Linked DNA regions of Sus scrofa: region 2 is linked to region 1. Evidence: chromatin contacts called from public Hi-C data. All regions are on one chromosome and are shown on one strand. Each heading gives the region's core, a stretch centred on a gene start, on an enhancer-like site or on the middle of the called end of the contact. The rest is flanking DNA. Distances are from core to core; before and after follow the strand shown.

The links. A called contact is a pair of places that touch in the nucleus more often than the background predicts.
Region 2: a Hi-C map of fetal skeletal muscle shows a contact between it and region 1, with 3 times the contacts expected there. The contact joins the promoter of SNTB2 here to the enhancer-like site in region 1. A contact is called at or near these places in 2 of 5 promoter capture datasets (fetal liver and liver), 6 of 47 Hi-C or Micro-C datasets (adipocytes, embryonic fibroblasts, fetal heart ventricle and 2 more) and 2 of 2 datasets of contacts at active chromatin or transcription factors (alveolar macrophages and skeletal muscle).

The regions. Positions count from the first base shown.
Region 1 is chr6:17,698,178-17,705,392 of Sscrofa11.1, reverse strand. The region is part of intron 4 of SNTB2 (beta-2-syntrophin); the gene reads left to right. Among named protein-coding and RNA genes, the nearest start is that of VPS4A, 32 kb to the right of the region's middle. Within about 2 kb of position 2,527, at least 7 of the 83 cell types and tissues checked have an H3K27ac peak or open chromatin away from gene starts, as enhancers often do. A contact at or near this core is called in fetal skeletal muscle and skeletal muscle, where this site is marked.
Region 2 is chr6:17,770,615-17,777,918 of Sscrofa11.1, reverse strand. SNTB2 (beta-2-syntrophin) reads left to right here and starts at 3,369. Exons shown (of 7, transcript XM_021093874.1): 1 at 3,369-4,002. The coding sequence starts at 3,423.

The sequences.
Region 1 (7,215 bases), core at 1,278-3,777:
GCCATAGATTTTTCATTTGAGTGAAAATGAGGTTAAGTACAATGAGGTAGTATGGGTATGAGAATTAAATAAGTTCAGACTTGTAAAATGCCTACAGTGGTACCTGACACCTTGTAGGTGCTCAAATAAATGTTAGCTGCTTTAATTATAATAATTATTATTTATTATTAAGTGAAAGTATGTGAAAGAAGAGTTTGTGTAAAAAGTGAATTGGCTTTGAGTCCCGTCGTGGCTCAGTGAAAACGAATCCGACTAAGAACCATAAGGTTGTGGGTTCGATCCCTGGCCCCTCACTCAGTGGATTAAGGATCTGGTGTTGCTGTGAGCTTTGGTGTAGGCCAGCAGCTACAGCTCCATTTGGACCCCTAGCCTGGGAACCTCCATATGCCAAGGGTGCAGCCCTAAAAACCAAAAGCAAAAAAAAAAAAAAAAAAAAAAGTGAATTGGCTTAATTTTGCCATTGTTAAAAGAAGAGCTTGCTTTATCCAGCAGTTTTACAGGTAGTGAAAGTTTAATGTTAAATGTTAGAAATTCAAATATATATTTGGATCAACATACAAATTGAACTTGGCCATTAATTAGGGGGGTGGGGCCTGTAGCTCTCTGAGCATGTTGTTTATTAATAAGTTGAATTGCAAGTTTCCTTGTGGCCCAGCTGGTTAAGGTTCTGGCATTGCCTCAGCTGTGGCATAGGCTGCAATTGCTGCTCAGGTTCAATGCCTGGCCAGGGAACTTCCACATGTCATGGGTATGGCAAAAAAAAAAAAAAATTTAATCAGTGCAACAGCAAGGATTCTTCACTCCTTGCTCAGGAAGTACTGATGGATTAGGAGCAAAGATGACAGGCAGAAGAGAGGTTTAGTTTTGCCATGTGGCCATGTCGGCCATATGGAATTGGTTGAAGTCACCACTTGATGGTATTCAGGGGGCTTAACCCTCCTCTGCCTCCCAGAGGGGGTAGAGTATGGCCGCTGGAAGAGACCAGAGAAGGAACCAGCTCAGGAAATATCCTATAGCCAGATGCAAGGCCAGAAAGTGGCGTCCTTATGTCTCTTTAATATGGAGGAAAAGGAGGGTTTGGGATTTGTATGAGTAAGAGAAAGGGCTGAATGTTCACTTTCACTAATTCTGTGTCTCATGCTTTGGAACATGTTCTTATGAGTGGATGAGACACACACACAAAGATAACAGACACCTAGAGAAGGGAAATATTAAGAACCTTGATATCCAAAAGCAAAAGTAGATAGTCCCTGATAAATTAAGAATTAATGTGTAGTTCAGAGTTCTCTTGTGGAGAAGTAGGTTAAGGATCTGGTGTTGTCACTGCAGCAGCTGCTGTGATGTGGGTTTGATTCCTGGCCTGGGAACTTGTACATGCTATGGGTGCAGCCAAAAAAAAAAAAGAAGAATTAATTGTAGTTCAGAAATCAAAAAAACATTGTTAGGGTGACATAAATTAATATGAGTTACCATTTATATTGACTTGCGCATTTACAGATTCTTGAAAACCAAAACTCTGTGTCTGGGTGTGTTTACTTAATAGCTGATATTTCACGGTGGTTGAAGAATTAAGTAAATCATGAAAATGATAAATGAAGACGATTTTATTTTATTTTTACTTTACACATTTCTTGAGCCAGATCCTTGATACAGGTAGAAAAAAAGATAGGTGCTGTGGATTTTGCAGGATATGCATTTTGTAATCATCTCTTATAGGCTTTCTTTGACTGGAGAAGAAGAAAATCCAAAGAAAGTGTGGCTACTTTACACTGTGGAAAATTGAGTGGTGTTGTGCTTATGGGACTTAACAGGCAAAAGCTGCTAAAACGCCTTTGCCTGAGCTCATCTGGCCTCCCCGCCAAAGGGGGCCTTTTGGCAACTATTCTAACCAACTGCCGTGCAGCAGGAGTACACCAGCTGGTTTGAATTAGATTCCCTCTGCCAAATATTTCATAATCAAACTGTAGGGAAAATTCTTCTGGACTTTATATTTTTTAATGTCTGATTTGGGATTAGCAATCAAACTGAATATGGTAGAATCCACCCTGTCACTTTCCCCACACTCTGTCTTACTTGGATCAAATGTGGAGTAGTTTTGAAACTTACTTAACTCTTGCTGAGATAATAGCTAATGTGTAATTAGCATCTTAGGTCTACGAGAATCAACTCAGGGAGGTGGTTCTCAAATTATACTTTCACAGACCTCTGGGGATCCTCTTTCTGGGGGGTCTGTAAGTTCAAAACCATTTTCCTAGTAACACTAAGATGTTATTTACTTTTTTGCACTGTTGGCATTTGCACCAAGGGTTAGTAAAATTGCTGGTACCTTAGCATGAGTCAAGGCAGTTAGCACCAAACTATATGGATTGCAGGAAGAAAACATGCCAGTTTGACCTCAGAATGTCTTTGTTGAAGCAGTAAAAATTACTACTATTATTTAATCTTAACGCTTGAGTATTCATCTTGTTAACAATCTGTGGGATGAAATGGGAAGTGCTCACAGAGAGCTTCCGCTGCACACAGAGGTATGATGATTTCGCAATGAAAAGCATGTGTGGTTGAGTTGTGAGCTGAGCTAGCTGGCTTTTTCATGGAACACCATTTTTTACTTGAAAAAACAACTGGCTGACAAACTGGCCAGTCATACTTGGGTATTTATCAGACATTTTTTGTAAAATAATCAAAATGAATTTATCATTTAAGGAAAACACTAATTTTGTTGCCAATTGTAAATTTCTAGCTTTCAAACAAAAATTAGAATTCTGTAGAATTTGTATGTGTCAAGTGTGAGTTTGACAGCTTCCCAATACTTAAAGACTTTTCTGATGAGACCAGTGGTGATATTAGCAAATGTGACTTTTTGATACTGCATAATGAAATGCTTTTAACATTTGGAAAATCTGCATAACTCTTTGAAAAAAGAAATGTACCAAATGACCAATACATGATGCTACAAAATAATGCAACGGTGAAAAAAATCTGTTCAAACTGCAAGAGACACCAATGGATTTTTTTTCCCCACTGTACAGCGTGGGAAGCAAGTTACACATACATGTATACATAATTTTTCCTCCCATTGTCGTGTTGCGATGTAAGTATCTAGACATAGTTCTCAGTGCTACACAGCAGGAGGATTTTTAATATAACAGAATAGGAAAACTTTATTTATAAGATTTCAGATCCTACATCTCAGCTAACCTTAAGAAACCACTTGTTGAGTTTTGGTTTAGTGGACAGAAAGCTAGCTACAGTTATCTGAAAAGGCTGTTAAAAGACTCCTTCCTTGTTCAACTACATGTTTGTGTGAGGCTGGTCTTTCTTCATACACTTCATCTACACACTGCAACAGAATGCAGAAGCAGATAAGACATTCAGCTCTTTTTTTTTTTTTTTTTTTTTGGCCTTTTAGGGCCACACCCTTGGCATGTAGAAGTTCCCAGGCTAGGGGTCTAATCAGAGCTGTAGCTGCTGACCTACACCACAGCCACAACAATGTGGGATCCAAGTCTTGTCTATAAACTGCATCACAGCTCATGGCACCACTGGATCCTTAACCCATTGAGCACATCCAGGGATCAAGCCCACATCCTCATGGATACTAGTTGGGGTTGTTACCGCTGAGCCACCACGGGAACTCCTCAGCTATCTTTTCTTAAGCTGGATATTAAAGAGATTTGTAAACAATTTAAAACAAATAAGTTATTAACACCTTATTTGGTTTTTATTTTTAAATGAATAAATGTTTTTAAAATTCCTCAGTTTGATTTCCCATTATAGTAATATCTATAACTATAACCCAGGAGTTCCTGCTGTGGTGCAGTGGGTTAAGAATTTGACTGCAGTGGCTTGATGCAGGTCTCTGTGAAGGCATGGGTTTGATCCCTGGCCCGACATAGTGGGTCAAAGGGTCTCACATTGCCACAGCTGTGGCATAGGTTGTGGCATGACTTGGATTCAGTCCCTGGCCTGGGAACTTCCATATGCCATGGGTATGGCCATAAAAAAAAATTAAAATAAAAATTATTTTTAAAATATACAACCCAGGGAGTTTCCGCCGTACCTCAGTGGAAACAAATCTGACTAGGAACCATGAAGTTGCAGGTTCAATCCCTGGCTTTGCTCAGTGGGTTAAGGATCCAGTGTTGCCATGAGCTGTGGTGTAGGTCGCAGGTGTAGCTCAGGTCCTGCATTGCTGTGGCTGTGGTGTGGGCTGACAGCTGTAGCTCTGACTGGACCCCTAGCCTGGGAACTTCCATTTGCCGAGGGTGTGGCCCTAAAAAGCAAAAAAAAAAAAAAAAGAAAGAAAAAAATAGAGTGGTAAAGGAAGGAGTCAGCAAATGTGTAGAAAAATATCATAGGTATACAACTTACAGTGAAGTTAAGAACAAGCCATTTTATATATTTCTTGGGTATACAGTTCTCACCCAAGTTTTTAAAAATCCTATGTGGAAAACATTGCCTGCTGAGTGATTCCTTATAAGTGAGGTAGTGTGTTTGTTCTGTTATACTGATATACTTAGAACTTCTTAAATATAGGAGAAATATTTTTGGAAGAAGTGAATAAATTATACTAAATGGTTGTCATGAAACAAAATGTTGAATAGTTTAATAACTTTAAAAAGCATTGCTTTTCTCTTGGTTTTTCCTCATGTATACTTCGCTGTTATTTATTTTAGCAGCTTTATTGTGGTGTAACTTACATACTATACAGTTTGTCCATTCAAAGTATAAAATTTAATAGTTTTTACTGTGTTCACAGAGTTATACAATCACCACAATCAAAATAGGACACTTTCATTACCCCCAAAAGAAACTCTTTACCCATGAGCAGTCACTCTTCATTTTCTCCTCCCCCAGCCCTAACCAACCACAAATATACTTTCTGGCTCTACAGACTTAACCTATTTTGGACCTTGCTTATAAATGGAATCATGTTATATAGCCCTTTATGTCTGACTTCTTTCATTTTGCATAATGTTCTCAAGGTTTATCTGTGTTGTAGCAATCATATAACTTCATTCCTTTTAAGGCTTAATGATATTCCACTGGTGGATATATGATATAGCACATTCATCAGTTGATAGTCATTTGGGTTATTTCCACGTTTTGACTATACTGTTATGAATAATGCTGCTATAGCATTCATATAGAAGCTTTTCTGTGAACATATGTTTTTGATTTTTCATCTGTCAGTATCTGGGGAGGATTGGTTCTGGGACCCCCATGGATGCTTAATTTCCTTATATAAAATGGTTTAGTGCAGTTGGACCTCTGTATTCATGGGTGCAAAACTGCAGATGCTGAGGTCACACTGTTTATACCTAGGACTAACATTGCTGTCATATGCAACTCTGTTTTTAACGTTTATGAGGAACTACCAGGCTATTTCCTACAGTAGCTACATCATTTTAAACTCTCACCAACAGTATATAAGGGTTCCATTTTCTCTACATTCTCACGATTTTGGGTTGTGTTCCCCTAATAGCTAATGATGAGCATCGTTACATATACTTGCTGGTCCTATGTATATCTTCTTTGGAGAAATGTCTGTTCAAACCCTTTGTACTATAATTGGGTTGTCTTTTTATTATTGAGTTGTATGAGTTCTTTAAATATTCTTTAGACAAATACTTTACGAAATACATGATTTGCAAGTATTTTTCCCATTCTGCGGGTTGTCTTTTCACTTTCTTGATGGTATTATTTAAAGCACAAAAGTTTTTTATTTTGATGAAGTCCGATTTATTAGTCTTCCCTTACATCATTTTCCCTGAGAAGGCTTTCTTTAACTCAGGGTCACAAAGATTTATAGTTTCGGAAGGCAGCTGTGCTCACCCCATACCACCAACACTACTAGTTTTATATTTTGGCTTTACATTTCATTCTTTTATCCATATGGAATCAGTTTTTGTATATGGTGTGAAGTAGTGGTCCAACTTTATTTTTTGCAGGTGAAAATCCAGTTATCACAGCACCATTTGTTGAAAGGAGTTCCTGCCGTGGCTCAGCAGAAATGAATCTGACTAGCATCCATGAGGACACAGGTTCAATCCCTGGCCTCTTTCAGTGAGTTAAGGATCCTGCGTTGCCATGAGCTGTGGTGTAGGTCACATGCAGCTCGGATTTGACATTGCTGTGGCCGTGATGAAGGCCAGCGGCTATAGTTGCAATTTGATCCCTAGCCTGGGAACCTCCATATGCAGCAGGTGCAGCCCTAAAAAGACCAAAAAAAAATTTTTTTTGATCATAAACATGAGGATTTGTTTCTTGGAGTTCCTATTGTGGCTCAGTGGTAATAAACCTGACACTAGTATCCATGAGGATGTGAGTTCAATCCCTGGCTCCCATCCATGGGTTAAATATCTGGCGTTGCTGTGAGCAGCTTTCAGACATGGCTTGGGTCCTGCATTGCTGTGGTGTTGGCCAGCAGCTGCAGCTCCAATTCGAACACTAGCCTGGGAACTTCCATGTGCTGCATGTGCGGCCCTAAAAAGCAAAAAAGAAAAAAGAGAGAGTTTATTTCTGGACTCTCAGTTTTATACTCTGGTAGTAAGTTATGAAACCAGAAGTTTGAAACCTCCAACTTAGTTCTTTTTCAAGATTATTTTGGCAATTCTGAGTCCCTTGCATTTACCTATGGGTTTTAAGGTCAGGTTGTTGATTTCTGGGGGGGGAGAAAAAAGGCGAATGAAATTCTGATTGGCATTGTGTTTAATCTGTAGGTCAGTTTAGGGAGTATTGCCATCTTAAAAATATCGTCTTCTATGGAGTTCCCATTGGCTCAGTGGTTAAGAAACCAGCTAGTATCCATGAGGATGCAGGTTCATTCCCTGGCCAAGCTCGGTGGGTTAAGGATCTGGTGTTGCTGCAAGCTTGCAGATGCAACTCAAATCTGCTGTGGCTGTGGTGTAAACCAGCAGCTGCAGCTCTGATTCAGCCACTAGCCCAGGAACTTCCATGTGCCACAGGTGCAGCCCTACCAAAAAAAAAAAAAGGTTGTGTTGTTCCAGTCATGATAGACAATATCTTTGGAATTATTTATGTTTTCCTTAATTTTTTTCAGAAGTGTTTTGTAGTTTTTTTTTTTTTTTTTTTTTTTGCTTTTAAGGGCCGCACCCACAACATATGGAAGTTCCCAGGCTAGGGATCGAAGGTTGAATCAGAGCTATAGCTTTGGGCCTACACCATGGCCATAGCAACTTAAAATCCGAGCTG
Region 2 (7,304 bases), core at 2,120-4,619, 72 kb before region 1:
GCTAAGCGCTTTGTAGGCAGCATCCCAGTCAACCCTCACCAGCATCTTTCAAGGTGGAAAGTATCTGAAGTTTTCCAAAGAGACTGAGGCCTGTGATCTTAGCTCTTGACCATTGTCATACAGCTAGTAAGTGGCCAGACTCTGATTTGAATCTTGTGCTTTTTTTTTTTTTTTTTTCTTTTAGGGCTGTACCTGTGGCACATGGAGGTTCCCAAGCTAGGAGTTGAATCGGAGCTGTAGCTGCTGGCCTTCACCACAGCGACAGCAACGCCAGATCAAGCCACGTCTATGACTACACCATAGCTCACAACAACCCTGGATCCTCAACCCACTGAGCCAGGATGCTGGTTGGGTTCGTTAACCACTGAGCCACGATGGAACCCCTGAACCTTGTGCTTTTAATTACCATGCTATATTGTACACCTACCATGAGGGAAAAGGGGAAAAAAAGACTTTTGAAAGAGCACAGAAGCTGAGCCTGTGTCACAGAATGAAAGGAAATTATGGAACTGGAGAGCTAATCCAACCCCCTCATTTTGAAGTAGCAGTGATACCTGCCCTGTTCTGAGAAAACAGGTAACAGCTTGAGCAGAGGAGAAAACCTACTGATAGGTGACAGGAATAAAAGGTTATTAGGAATTATCTCAGCCATTCCCTTTTTTTAGAGGTAGATAAAATAACATGCCTGTTCAAAGAATTATCTGAGCTTGTCTCGCCACCCCTAAGAAACTGTGGAAACAGATGTGTACTCCTTTTATTTCAGATTTCATTATCCACAGTAAGTAGATTTCCACTGACTACTTGAGATTTCCTAGATGGCAATTTTCACTCTGCAAGGAACCAATAACCTTCAGAGGGATTATTTGAAACGACTACAGCACAGGAGGCATTGAATTTCAATCAATCACATGTTTAATGAGTTCCTTCTCGGCAAGGCAACAACTTTGGAATAGTGGGGAACAAAAAGAAGTCAATGGGCGGTCCCTGTCCTGTATATCATAATATACTTGGACAGACAAGCAAGGCATAGAATAAAATTGTTCAAAGGGAAAATCCCAACAAAGTGAGTAGGCAGAGAAAACGGGGATGAGCTCTTGCTAGGTGGGAAAGTGAAAGGGGCAGAAAGTGTTTGGAAGGATGGACCCCAGCAGGAATGTGCAAGGCATCCTTGGAAGAGATTGACTGGATGAGTGTGGCCAATCCGAAAGGAGTGATGAAGGAGAATGTGAAAATTAAGTTCTGATGGAGGACCTTGTAAAAATGGCTGAATAGTTTAGACATTTTTTATGGATGTACTTTGAAATAATTTAAGTAAATATCCCCCAATAATCCAAATATCAATCTCTATTACCTCCCATCTTACCGGGGTTAAATATTTCATTATATAACCTACTGTCTTATGTAAGTGCCCTCCCTATTTAGGTGGAAGATCTATGATTTCCTCCAACTCTTTTGACCAAAAGGTCTTGACACTTTTGGAAAGAAATTCCAGCATTTCCCTTTTGCTAATAAAGATGTCCTCAAGTGCCCAACCTCTGGGTGATTACATATGTAAACGTGCTCGAAATGTGCTCATTCTCTAAGGAGACAGCTGCCAAGTGCTCTCTAATAAGTAGAAGTTTCGCTTAACTCAGGCCTCTGGGGGCTCCCGCCTCAGCTGGAGCAAAGCCAGAAATGTCTGTGACTGCAGGTGCACTTGGGCACATTGGGACCTGCCAGAGCAGAGAGCGGGCCTCACTGCAATTGATTGAGGAGAGGGCCAGAGGGTTGAGCTTCTGCTGATGTCTGCAGCTTGGAAAATCCCACTCCGCTAATTGCAAAGAGGATTCTGCTGTAATGATTTTTGGAGTAAGATACTTTTCTCATTTTGAATTCTTTCTTCATTTGGGCTCTGAGTGCTTACCAATCTTTCTTTTTTAAAAAAAAATTTTTTTTAATTGTTTTAATTCCTGGTATAGGAGGCTCTTTGAAAGTTTCTGCCCACACATGAGTGTGCATTAGATTGGTTCATGGACATGGCTTACGAGCTTCAACATGTACTTCATGAGCAAGCAGGTATACAGCCCCTTTCACAGGAATTGCTGCACACTCCCTCTGTTGGCACCACTGCTCCCACCCCTGCCTGCCCAAATGAAAATATGGGCATTTTGCTTTTCCTGAAAAAAAAAAAGGAAAAAGGGCACAGTGACCTCATGTTGAGATCTCTCTCAGCAGCATGATTTCTGGATCCTCACTTTTGAGGTCTAGAGTATGGTCTAGGGTGTGTATGTGTTTGTTTTAAAGCACTGGAACAGGAAACTGGGAGACCAGAGATGTTTTGTTACTTGTGGACACTGGGCCAAAGCTTTGGCTTTCTGGGCCTCAGTTTCCTCAACTCTTCAAGCCAGGAAACTGGAAGAAGCAGGTGAATTTTATCACCTACAGCTTTGGACAAAAGCTGCTGCAGGCTTTGCACTGTGTAATCAGTTTCTGGGGACGCTCATATGCACTTGCCCCAATGTAAGGCCCTGGCCTCCAGGGTAGAAAGTCAGATCTACAAATTCAATTCCAATATTTGGTTATTTGAGTCTTTTTACACTCATATCCTTATATTTCCATGGACCCTGCACTATTCACATTTGAATTCTGGCATCTTCCTAAGTAACCATCATTCTGCAAATATCTTTGAGGCCTACCTAATGTGGCTGCAGGGCTAAAGAAAACATGAACCCCTCTGGCATTACCGGTATTACAAAGCAGAATGACAAATGCTTGGATTCATGCCTCTAGACTTTTGCTTATGCAGTTCCCTCTGTTCCAGTTATTGAGCTTCCATTGTCACCTCTGTGAAACTGACCCCAGGCTCAACTACTTCTACTCCGGTCTCAGGGCTTTTTCTACATGTCACTTAACCACATAATATCACATCAGGTTGGTTGGTTCTCTTTTTTCCTCCCCTACTAAACCGCCAGCTCTCGGCTGTGGTAGTTTTGTTCATCTCACCTCCAGGCCTCAAAAGGAGCCCACAGCGGAGCATTCAGTAAATACTTACTTAGTAAGAACCAATCAATGCAAAAGTGAACTTGCAACTCGGAGGCTTTCAACTTGCAGGCTTGCAAAGTGTCTTGTGAAGCTGATTTTGCTTTCCATGCCCAGGCAGCTCTGGTGCATTAAACGGTACAGGTCAGAAGCTGGAGGGTGTAAGGGTCGGAGGCTAACGGAGGGAGAACGTGAGACCGAGCCCCACTTCGCTTGAGCTGTGAACTGCAACCCACCGGACCGCAGGCAACTCCTTAGACCTCCCGGAAGCGTCCCGGCCGGCCTCTCCCCACCGCTCCGGAAGGTGGGCGTGGCCTCTCATGAATAATGAATCACCGCGGGGGGAGGGGCCGGGCCCGCCCCCTCGGGCGGGAAGGGGGAAGCGCCTAGGCTGCCTGACTGGAATGAGGGTAGCTGCGCCGACTGCGGCGGCGGGAGCGGGGCCGGCCATGGCGGTGTGGACGCGGGCCACCAAAGCGGGGCTGGTAGAACTGCTCCTTAGGGAGCGCTGGGTCCGGGTGGTGGCCGAGCTGAGCGGGGAGAGCCTGAGCCTGACGGGCGACGCCGCGGCGGCTGAACCAGAGCCAGCTCTAGGGCCCGCGGCGGCCGCCTTCAACGGCCTCCCGAACGGCGGCGGCGCGGGCGATTCGCTGCCCGGGAGCCCGAGCCGCGGCCTGGGCCCCCCAAGTCCACCCGCGCCGCCGCGAGGCCCGGCGAGTGAGGCGGGCGCGTCACCGCCGGTGCGCCGAGTGCGGGTGGTGAAGCAGGAGGCGGGCGGCCTGGGCATCAGCATCAAGGGCGGCCGCGAGAACCGGATGCCGATCCTCATCTCCAAGATCTTCCCGGGACTGGCGGCCGACCAGAGCCGGGCGCTGCGGCTGGGCGACGCCATCCTGTCGGTGAACGGCACCGACCTGCGCCAGGCCACCCACGACCAGGCCGTTCAGGCACTGAAGCGCGCGGGCAAGGAGGTGCTGCTGGAGGGTGAGCGGGGCCGGCGGGCGGGCAGGCGGGCGGGAGGTGCTGGGCTGGCCGGCGCTCACTTTGTTTCTGCCACCCTGCCCGCTTGGCGGGGCGAGCCCCTTCCCTCCCTCCGAGCCCTCACCTTCCCTTCTGCTGGTGGCCCGGCTCTCCCCAAACCCTGTTTGCTGGGACTTGGAGGATGGAAAAACTGATGCTCCCTGCAGGAAAAGTTGGGCAGCCGCCGAAGTGTGGCTTGCAGTCCCCAAGGAAGACTCGGTTGAGATTTAGTAAAAAGCAGCCGCGCTTGAAGCCCCGCCTCTGCACTATAAGCTGACACTAAGAACTAGAGAGGGACGGAACGGAGTTCTGGAGGTCTCGGTTTGCCTCCTGAGAAGTGCCGAGTTGGCTGTTTCTTCATTCACCTCTGGCTTCCCAGGGCGGGCGGGTCTGTTAAAAAAAAAAAAAAAAAAAAATTATCCAGTCCGATGCCAGCGGTATGCTTGGGCAAACCCTCGAAACCCTGGTTAATTTATGGGAATTTAACCCATCATTGGCTCGCAACAATAACCAAAGGAGATCCTAGCACTTCATTGAAGCCAGAAAGCTGAAACAGCAAGTTCGTGTGGTTAATGAGCCTTATTTAACAGTGAAGGCTCACGTGTTTGAACATTTACTGCCAACTAGAGTTTTGCCCTTTTTTTAGGAGACTGGTGCCAGCTTCCTACCATTCACAGGCGTCCTGCTTCAAGGCTTTAAGCTTATTAGAAGCCTGAAATGTTAAATCTCAAGTCATGTTTGAATAGCCAGGATTGTTATTTACTTTAAATATGTATGTGACCTGGGTCGTCTTTGATGAATTTATGAAATTAAGGCAAAATTAAATATCATCTCCTTAATGGACTCGTGCATGTTGGAGGTAATACTGCTTTAGAAATTTTTGAGCAGTTGGCCTTCTTTCACTGTGATTCAGTAGTTCAAAAAGCATTTATTGCTGGCTGTATAGAAGAGAACATAAAAGGTGATCTGCCTCTATTTGGTGTCTATTTGGGGAAATGATAGAAAAATGCAAAAACAAAAAACCCTTCAAGTTATAGATTGTATAGTGCAAACTATATAATTGCCACAGGAAATGCAAAGTTATGCAGTAGTTAGTGGAAATTGGATTTGTCAGGGAGCAATTTTTCAAGGAGTTGAATCTTGAGCCAGGTCTCCAGGGAAGTGATAGACATAGGCTGAGATGAGTCAGGAGGGTATTCCTGGCAGAAGAACAGAAGGGAAGGGGTGGGGAGAGTAGGAAGGGACCAATTGTCAAACTGAGAGGCCAGAAACCCAGTGGGCAAAGTGATCTTCACTTTTTTCCAAATCCGCTGGTAAATGTCTGGGAAAATGTTCATTTGCAAGTAAATGATTTAATGTGCTCCAATTGTGGAATTCCAGTGTCTCACCTTTGTAATATCCTATTTATATTTCTCTCAGGTGAGGCTAGACACTACTCAGAATTTAGTGTTAATAAAGAGAGTAAAATTATAGATTGTGGTTTTGGTGGTGTGTGTGTAAAAAAACATTGTTACCATGAATGTGTACCTTGAAACTGAACTAGCTAAGAATTTGGTAATAAATTCTTAAAGCCAGACTATTGAATGTGTACTATGTATATGGTGCTCAGTGGTGATGGGCAGACATTTTAACTCTCTACCCCATATTTTTTAAAAATCGAGGGTTTTTTAAGATATAATTTGAACCTGGTATTCATACCAATTAAATGAAAATCATCTAGTAAATGCTTCCCAGTATTCATTAGTCTAAAACAGACCACATGTGCTTTTGAGAGGGTTTACAAATAGCAGCCTGACATTTATTTACTGAATGCCTATTTACCTAACACACAGGTTCTGCTTTATTTTCCCATTTTGTAAAAGACAAGTAGTTTTTGTTCTTACATGTGTGGGGAAGTACGAAATTGAACTTTCAAGCCTAGGGATATAAAAATAAAATTACTTAGAATAATGCAAAATCACCGAAAACAGTGATTTAATTGAACCAGTCAACCATTTAAAATTAAGAGCTAGTTGTTCCATCCAGGTAGGCCACTATTAAAAGATAGATTTTATGCTTAGCCCTTAAAGTTTTGGAACTATATGGTCCTTCCATTATATATCTCACAGCCTGAAAAACTGCTTTAACATAGCGCAGTGATGGTCTTTTGTGGTGTAGGTAGGGGATTTCAGGCAAGCTCTTGCCACCCCAAAGCAAAGCAAAGCTCTAGCCTCCGGTTGCCGTGGTTAGGGAATTGAGTGAGCTAAAGGATTCTTTTTCATCTCGGGTTTGTAGGGATTTTTCATTCATACAGAAATCATCTATTCAACTCTACCACTTCCAGAGGCACTTGAAGATAGTGCCTGTTTTCTGCCCTCAGGAAGTTGGGAGTTGAGAGAGAGTTAAAGAGATAATACAGCTTGGAACTCCCTTCTTGGCTCAGCTGTTACGAACCCGACTAGGATCCATGAGGATGCGGGTTCAATCCTTGGCCTTGCTCAGTGGGTTAAAGATCCTGTGTTGCCATGAGCTGTGGTGTAGGTTGAAGATGTGGCTTGGATCCTGCGTTGCTGCGGCTGTGGTGTAGACCAGCAGTTGTAGCTCCGATTCACCTTGGAACTTCCTTATGCTTTGGGTGTGGCCCTGAAAAGCAAAACAAACAAACAAACAAACAAAAGATAGATAATACAGCAAAGGGCTAAAAGTGCTGTTGGTTTTGGGGGTTTTGGGTTTTTTTTAATTTTTAAAAATTTTTTTGTCTTTTGAGGACCACACCCTCGGCATATGGAGGTTCCCAGGCCTAGGGGTCCAGTCAGAGCTGTTGCCACTGGCCTATGCCAGAGCCACAGCATTGCCAGATCCAAGGCGTTGCCAAATCCTTAACCCACTGAGCGAGGCCAGGGTTCTAACCGGCAACCCCATGGTTCCCAGTCAGATTGTTTCCACTGCTCCATGACAAAACTCCTAAAAGCACTGTTGCAGTGCAACTCTGGAGCAGGCACATCACATAAGAAGGAAAGATTCGTGGGGATCAGAGGTTGAGGATGCCCAGGAAAAGTTTGATGGAGAAGTTGAAGTTCAAATTGAGCTTCTTCCCTAAAGAGAAAGCTGCTTTCGGTTCAGAAGTAAGTAAAAGACCTGAAGAAGTTATTCTGCCCACTGAGAGTAGAGTACAAATGAGGACTTTGTGGTCAGCCAGACCTGGGCATGTTTCTGGCTAGTGGTTTGTAACCCTAGGCAAGTTACTCAACCTTGCTACGCCTTCGTTTCCTCATCTGTAAAACCAG